2 separate regions of the Mus musculus genome follow, and region 2 is linked to region 1. The links are chromatin contacts, called in public capture Hi-C maps. All regions are on one chromosome and are shown on one strand. The core of a region is the stretch at or near the end of the contact, and the rest is flanking DNA. Distances in the headings are between cores, read along the strand shown.

Region 1 (3,379 bases), core at 277-2,776:
GTTTTAGAAGGGTGAACAAAATACTCACAGGAGGAAATATGGAGACAAAGTGTGGAGCAGAGACTGAAAGAAAGGCCATCCAGAGACTGCCCCACCTGGGGATCCATCCCATATACAGTCACCAAACCTGGATGTTATTGTGACTGCAGGAAAGTGCTTGCTGATGGAAGCCTGATGTGGTTGTTACCGGAGAGGCTCTGCCAGAGCCTGACAACTACAGGAGGAAGCTCCCAGCCAACCATTGAACTGAGCTCGGGAGTCCCGGATGGAGGAGATGGAGAAAGGACTGAAGGAGCTGAGGGGATTTGCAGACCCATGGAGGGAGCAATGGTGTCAAGAAGCCAGACCCCCCCCCCCCCCCCCTGAGCTCCCGGGGACTGGACCGCCAACCAAAGAATACACATGGAGCGACCCATGACGCTGGCCACATATGTGGCAGAGAATGGCCTTGTTGGTCATCTGTAGGAGGAGAGGCCCTCGGGCCTGAGGGTGTTCAATGCCCAGTGTAGGGTAATGCCAGGGCAGGAGGATGGGAGTGGGGGAGTGGAGGAGCACCCTCATAGAGGCAGGGGCAGGGGGGATGGGGTAGGGGATTTCTAAAGGGGAGATGTGGAAAGGGGAAAACATTTGAAAAGTAAATAAAGAAAATATTCAAGGAAAAAGCAAAACAAAACAATTTCAGATGTCTGGCTCTTAGCTAGCCTGGAACTTACTCTGGAGCCCAAGCTTCCCTTAAATTCATGACAATCACCGGCTTCTGTCTCCACAGTTCTGGTTTGATGGACATAGATCATGACCCCAGGCTCTCTCCTCATTCCAGTAATGGGCGGGGCCGGGTGGGAGTGTGAGCTCTGCTGCTTCATTAACTGGAAAGGTATCTTTGAGAGGAACTCCAGGGAATCTTCACCTGGGAAATGTGATATTTTGTGAAGAGTTCTTTCCTGTGGGGACTAGCCTGGGCATCACATAACATTTAGCAGCATCTCTGCCTCTAACTTTAGACGGTCAAGATTGAGTTTTAAAGGCTGAGTCTTGGAGCAGACAGCGGAGCAGCCTAGGCTCTATCACGCCGCCGTTGTCGCTGCGCTCTAGGGAGTGAGTGGGAGACGACCTATTTGTAAGTGATCTGCCAACAGCGACTTTCCCCCTTTATGATTTTCTTGAGATTGGAAACAAGATTTGAGGCGATCCAAATTCTGTTGTTCTGTCTGATTTCAGTTTAAGAGAATGTGTTTTTGTCATGAACGTGAACCCCGAGGCAGCACGGTGCGCATAGAGCTACAACAGCCTTTGAATTGCCAAATCCTCATGTTTATAAATGGTGCTGCAGATTCTCAGAAAGGTCCAGGTCTCACCTTCCGTCTCATTTCTTCCTCTTACTGTCACAAGAGGACAGGTTACGTTTTCTTGGAGATTAATGATAAAAAAGGCCACAGCTCCTTAAAATAAATAAAATAACGTACTGTGTGTGGCTGTTAGAGGACAAATTTCAGGAGTCAGTTCTCACCTGCCAAACTTGTTGAGACCAGGTCTCTTGTTTCTGCCGCTGTGCAGTGTAGTCCAGGTTAGTCAGCGAGTTCTGGCTGATCCTCTTATCTCTGCCTGGCATCTTTCTCACAGGAGAGCTGGCTGGGATTACAGATGCTTGGATGTACCCCACTGCATCAGTTTGGGCAGCAAGTGCGGTGGTCAGCGGGTGGGGGTGGTGTTACACACTGCACCATCTTCCCAGCTATTTCTTTTTAAGAACGATGCCATGTTATATCATAGCGTTCAGTCAGAATTGACAATGGGATTATTATGTGATTTAGATAGGTTGGTCTGGAAGTTTCTTAGCACTGTTGTAACAAATTATCACACAGGTCGTGAGGTAAAGCTACACAAACCTACATCATGATTCTGGAAGTCCAAACTCACTGAGATTAAATCCAGCTGTGTGTAGGGACGCCTTCTACTGGGCAACACTGGGAGAGATTTTCTCCATTCTGGAGGGTGCACATACCCATCCCCGAGCCTCCGTTTTCCTCTCCAGTTCTCCTGGAGAGAAAGGGCACGATCATGCTGGATGTACCAGGCCATCTCATGTTTGACCTATATCAGAAATCACACATCCACATCTGCGAAAACCCTTTTCCCTCTGAGGTGACAAAGTCACAAATTCCAGGGATTAAAAATGTGGATATCTTTGGGAACTGTTATTCTGACACCTCAGAACATGGGCATGCGTGGTCTCCTTTAATATCACACTTGGATTGATGTTTTTAATATGTTGAATGCTTAGGCATAACGGACATTTGATTTTCACAGTAGGAAAGTGATGAGAATTAATCAAAATTTAATAATATTGTTGGAAATAATGTCAAAAGTTTTTAATAAAGATGTAGTTTTTAAACCACATTTTTGGGGGGTTAATTATTCGGTTTGCTGAGATTGGGTCTCACTATGTAATTCAGAATTAGCTTGGAACTCATCATCCTCCTGCCTCCACTTCTGAAGTCCTGGAACTATAGGCATGGATCCCATGCCTGGCTTAACCTTATTCTCTTTTCTTTTCTTTTCTTTTCTTTTCTTTTCTTTTCTTTTCTTTTCTTTTCTTTTCCTTTCTTTTCTTTTCTTTTCTTTTCTTTCCTTTCCTTTCCTTTCCCTTTCTTTCTTCCTTCCTTCCTTCCTTCCTTTCTTTCTTTCTTTCTTTCTTTCTTTCTTTCTTTCTTTCTTTCTTTCTTTCTTTTGAGACAGGGTTTCTCTGTTTAGCCCTGGATGTCCTGGAACTCACTTTGTAGACCAGGCTGGTCTCAAACTCAGAAATCTGCCTGCCTCTGCCTCCCGAGATTCTTAATAGTCAAACTTGTAAGTTAAATCTTCTTCCAACAGACCAAAAAGGATCCCACACTAAGTTTGGTGTTTCTCACAGAGTAAAACTCCTTGAATATTCATTTAGTTGAAAAACTGCATAACCACACCAGGTTTTACTATTATTCAAACATATTGGGGAGGGAATGGGGGGCATGGGGCTGATGGTTCTAAGGCAGTTGTTATTTATTCAGGCAGAGGGAAGCTGCCTGGTCCTGCACAGGGAAGGACCCCAGTTGGCTGTATTGGCACCACAGGCATCAGTTGGCTTATTGGCACCACAGGCCTTTCATAGCCCCTGCTTCTCAGGATGATTTTGCTGACACCAGTCTTTCTGAGACCCCTTTGCTCACTTTCATGTTGGAGTCACAGGATCAGACTTAAGAGAAAGGACTTTGGCAGCTAGCTGGTTGAAATGCTCTGATTCTATCTGTGGCACCTGCAGAGAATGTGGCCCTGACCCCAAATTTCCTCACTTCGAGGAGCAGTGGCTGTAGCCCCACCTTCACCAAAGGGTAGGTTGCTAGCT
Region 2 (3,379 bases), core at 234-2,733, 630 kb before region 1:
GGTATCATTCAAGACCTATCCAGTTCCAAGTGGAACCTTGACAGGGCATGCCTCTGAACCTAAAAATATTGGCCATAGAAAGAGGCTTAGAAGGAAGAAAGAAAGGGAGAGAGAGAACAAGTGTCTCACACACACACACACACACACACACACACACACACACACACACACAGAGAGAGAGAGAGAGAGAGAGAGAGAGAGAGAGAGAGACAGAGAGAGAGACAGAGACAGGGACAGATGGAGTAGAGAGAAAAGAGGTGAGAGGACCCGTACTCAAATAAAGAGTAACAATAAACTGATACAATGATCCTGGAATAAAGAGTAACAATAAACTGATACAATGATCCAGACAATAGCTCTGTGTAGAATGTAGTGCATGCTGCAAGGTGGAATCTATCTGCGGTTAAACAGCTTCAAAGAAGCTGTCCTGGGAAGTGAAGCCAGGCATCTGAATGCCAGGAACGACTCAGCTCCGACCAACTGCAGGACCTAAAACAAATTAGATGAAAACTGGAGGGATGGGACATTTTAGGGCATGCAAAGCTGCCCTATAGATGCTGAGGTAGGCAGGAAGAATGTAGTGGATGAATTGTGGCCATGTCTGTGAGGTGCTGTTTTTTGACTGATTACAGCTATGGGAGGCCAGGTAGGTCTAGACTATACAAGAAAACCAGTACACATGAGGAAGAGTAACCCAGCCCAGCAGCAGTGGTCCTCCAAGGTTTCTGCCCTGACTTCCTGCAACGATGAATTATGATCTACAGTGTAGGCCAAATGAACTCTTTCCTCCCCTAAGTTGCTTTTGGGTAGCACAGAAAAGCAAACGAGAAAACTGCAGAGTGCTGCTTCAGCTCACGAAGAAGGAAGCTGGCTGTAGACGTGGGCTGGGTGTTGCCCCCTTCCGGCTCATGTGTTGATCAAGTGTCCTCTAAGCCTTCTTATTTGTACATGCACTGTGTCGTGGAGGACACCAGTGTCTATCCTACAGCATAACTGTGGGGGAGAGAAGACAGATGGAAGTCTAGCCAGGGTATGTTCAGTTAGGGAAAGATCACCTGTGGGTAAAATGTTCATCTGAGAACTCCTACCCTGCCTCAGCCTACCCCGATGGTTTCTGTTAGATGCTAAGAGGGTCTAAGCTGATGATGTTGCCTTTCTGTTGTTATTTGTTCTTTTTCTTGGATGCCTCTAAACTGTAAAATCACTATAACAGTAATATCTCCTAGGAGAAAATTTTTATTATCCTTTCCTCTTTTTTTTTAGTACCCCTTCTCTCTTTATCTTTTAAAATTTAGATTTACTTATTTGTTTTATGTAAGTAAAATTGTCTCCAGCTACAGCAGTCAAGGGCGTCAGATCCTGTTACAGAAGGTTATGAGCTGTAGCCTCCTATAAGCCTGAAGCAGGCTAAGCCGGAACTTGACCTGGGTGGAGCCTTCCTCCCTAGATCACTCTATTGTTCTGCCACTGCTGCTGTTCTACTTCAAGGTACTGCTACCTGCTGAGAGGCCCTGGAGCTATTCCGGAGACTACGCCCTATCGGTAGTCATCACCTGCAGCTGATTCCAGGCTCCAAGGATGAATTGGCGGGAATGGACCCCCTCCCCTGCCCCCCACTCTTTTATAAAGCGTGTCTGCCATTAAAAATTTGAACCTTGATCAGAACACTGTCTTGGTTTCATCTTTTTCCCTAGTTTCCCTCTTTTTCAGCGGCGGCCTGCTATTCAGGTGTACCTGCCTTGTGAGCCGCTGGATGGCTCGCAACAATGAGCCACCATGTGGTTGCTGGGAATTGACTCAGGACCTTTGGAAGTCAGTACTCTTAACCACTGAGATATTTCTCCAGCCCCGAGAATTTAGAAAAAAATAAAATAAAAAATAAAAAATAAGGGACCACTCTGTTCTGCCAGACACTCTCTGTTAGGAACTCCAGCTGACTGCTTCAATGGGGGCTTCCTCAGTCAGCTATGCTGCATGTTTTTATGTACCTGACTGACAATGTTTTGCTATCTATGTATCTGTCTATCTATTCATCTATTATCATGTAACTACCTTCTTTCTCTCTCTTTCTTCTTTCCTTTCTTTCTAACTATCCATCACCTAGCTAGCTATCATCATATAATCACCCATTTATAATTATACTTAATTATCTATCATCTATTTATCAATCATGTATCAATCTATCTAACATTTAACTATCTATCATCTACCTATCAGTCACCTATCTATAATTACCTGTCATTATCGTCTAGGTCAGTATCTATCTACTTAACTATCTATCAGCTACCTATTATCTATCTATCAGCTATCTATCTATCTACCTACCTACCAATCATCTATCAATTTATTGAGCACTTAACCATCTAGCTATCATCTGCCTTCTATCACTTGCTATTTGTTCTGTTACTTTGGCTTACTGTATATTTAATAAACATACTCATTTAAAACTGAAAATACAGCAAATGAATGTCATTCTCTGGACTAAATGGAATCATCTTATTATCCACCCTACCAGACTTCTAAGATTATAAGCCTTTCTTTATAAATCAGAGAGGGTTCTAGCTTTTATCTGCATCTTCAGAGAAGACCTGAACTTAAAATGGAGACAGCCCTCTTCATTGCACTTACAGATATCTTAAAGCTATCGAGGTCTTGCTATTGATTTGCCTCATTTCCTCAGTAGCTTCCACCACAGCTCCCAAGACATTGCTGGTGGCCTTCAAGGCTTTGAGCCACCCACCAGACACAGCTATATGCCTGGAGCCACATTCTTCCCACAGTTTGACCGTCTTACACTACTCACACAGAATATTCAGTGTAGACACAGCATAACTTCCATATATCAGAAGTCTAGGTACCTGGCAGAAACTACAAGAATCCCAGTAGAAAGTAAATGTACTAAAGTCAACAAAACTACAGTATCTTCTACAAGAGATTCTAAAAAAGACATCCTGGGCTATATTTTATGTTACACAATATCCTATTTACACACCAAAACACTTTCACAGCATTCAATACATGCAGAGGTCCTGTTGCAACTTTAAGTGATTTGATCCTTAAAATAACTCTATCACGTTAGGTCCATTATATGGACCCAATTCCCAGAGTCTAGAATGTCGAACCAGGGAGTTAAGAAACAAGTCATCCTAATTTCCTAGCAGTAGACAGTTCAACAAAGTATGCCCTTTTTTATATTTGTGTGTGTACGTGTGTTTATGTTTCTGTGGATGTCTGTGAATGTTTGCATGTAGAGGCTTGATGTCAGTCTTGATGTCACTCATTAGGCAACATTCATCTTGTTTTATGAAACAGGGACTCTTCCTGGCCTGAAACTCACAGTTAGACAGACTGGCTAGTCAGTAAAGCCCAGCATGGATGC

Evidence for each region. Capture Hi-C pulls out chosen DNA fragments and counts their contacts.
Region 2: a capture Hi-C map of embryonic stem cells shows a contact between it and region 1, with 4 times the contacts expected there. The contact joins two enhancer-like sites. A contact is called at or near these places in 1 of 115 datasets of contacts at active chromatin or transcription factors (embryonic stem cells) and 1 of 9 other capture datasets (embryonic stem cells).

What each region holds. Positions count from the first base shown.
Region 1 is chr14:11,479,783-11,483,161 of GRCm38.p6, reverse strand. No RefSeq gene overlaps it. Among named protein-coding and RNA genes, the nearest start is that of Ptprg, 72 kb to the left of the region's middle. Within about 2 kb of position 1,526, at least 3 of the 459 cell types and tissues checked have an H3K27ac peak or open chromatin away from gene starts, as enhancers often do. A contact at or near this core is called in embryonic stem cells, where this site is marked.
Region 2 is chr14:12,105,720-12,109,098 of GRCm38.p6, reverse strand. All of the region lies in intron 6 of Ptprg (protein tyrosine phosphatase, receptor type, G), which reads right to left. Among named protein-coding and RNA genes, the nearest start is that of 3830406C13Rik, 180 kb to the left of the region's middle. Within about 2 kb of position 1,483, at least 18 of the 459 cell types and tissues checked have an H3K27ac peak or open chromatin away from gene starts, as enhancers often do. A contact at or near this core is called in embryonic stem cells, where this site is marked.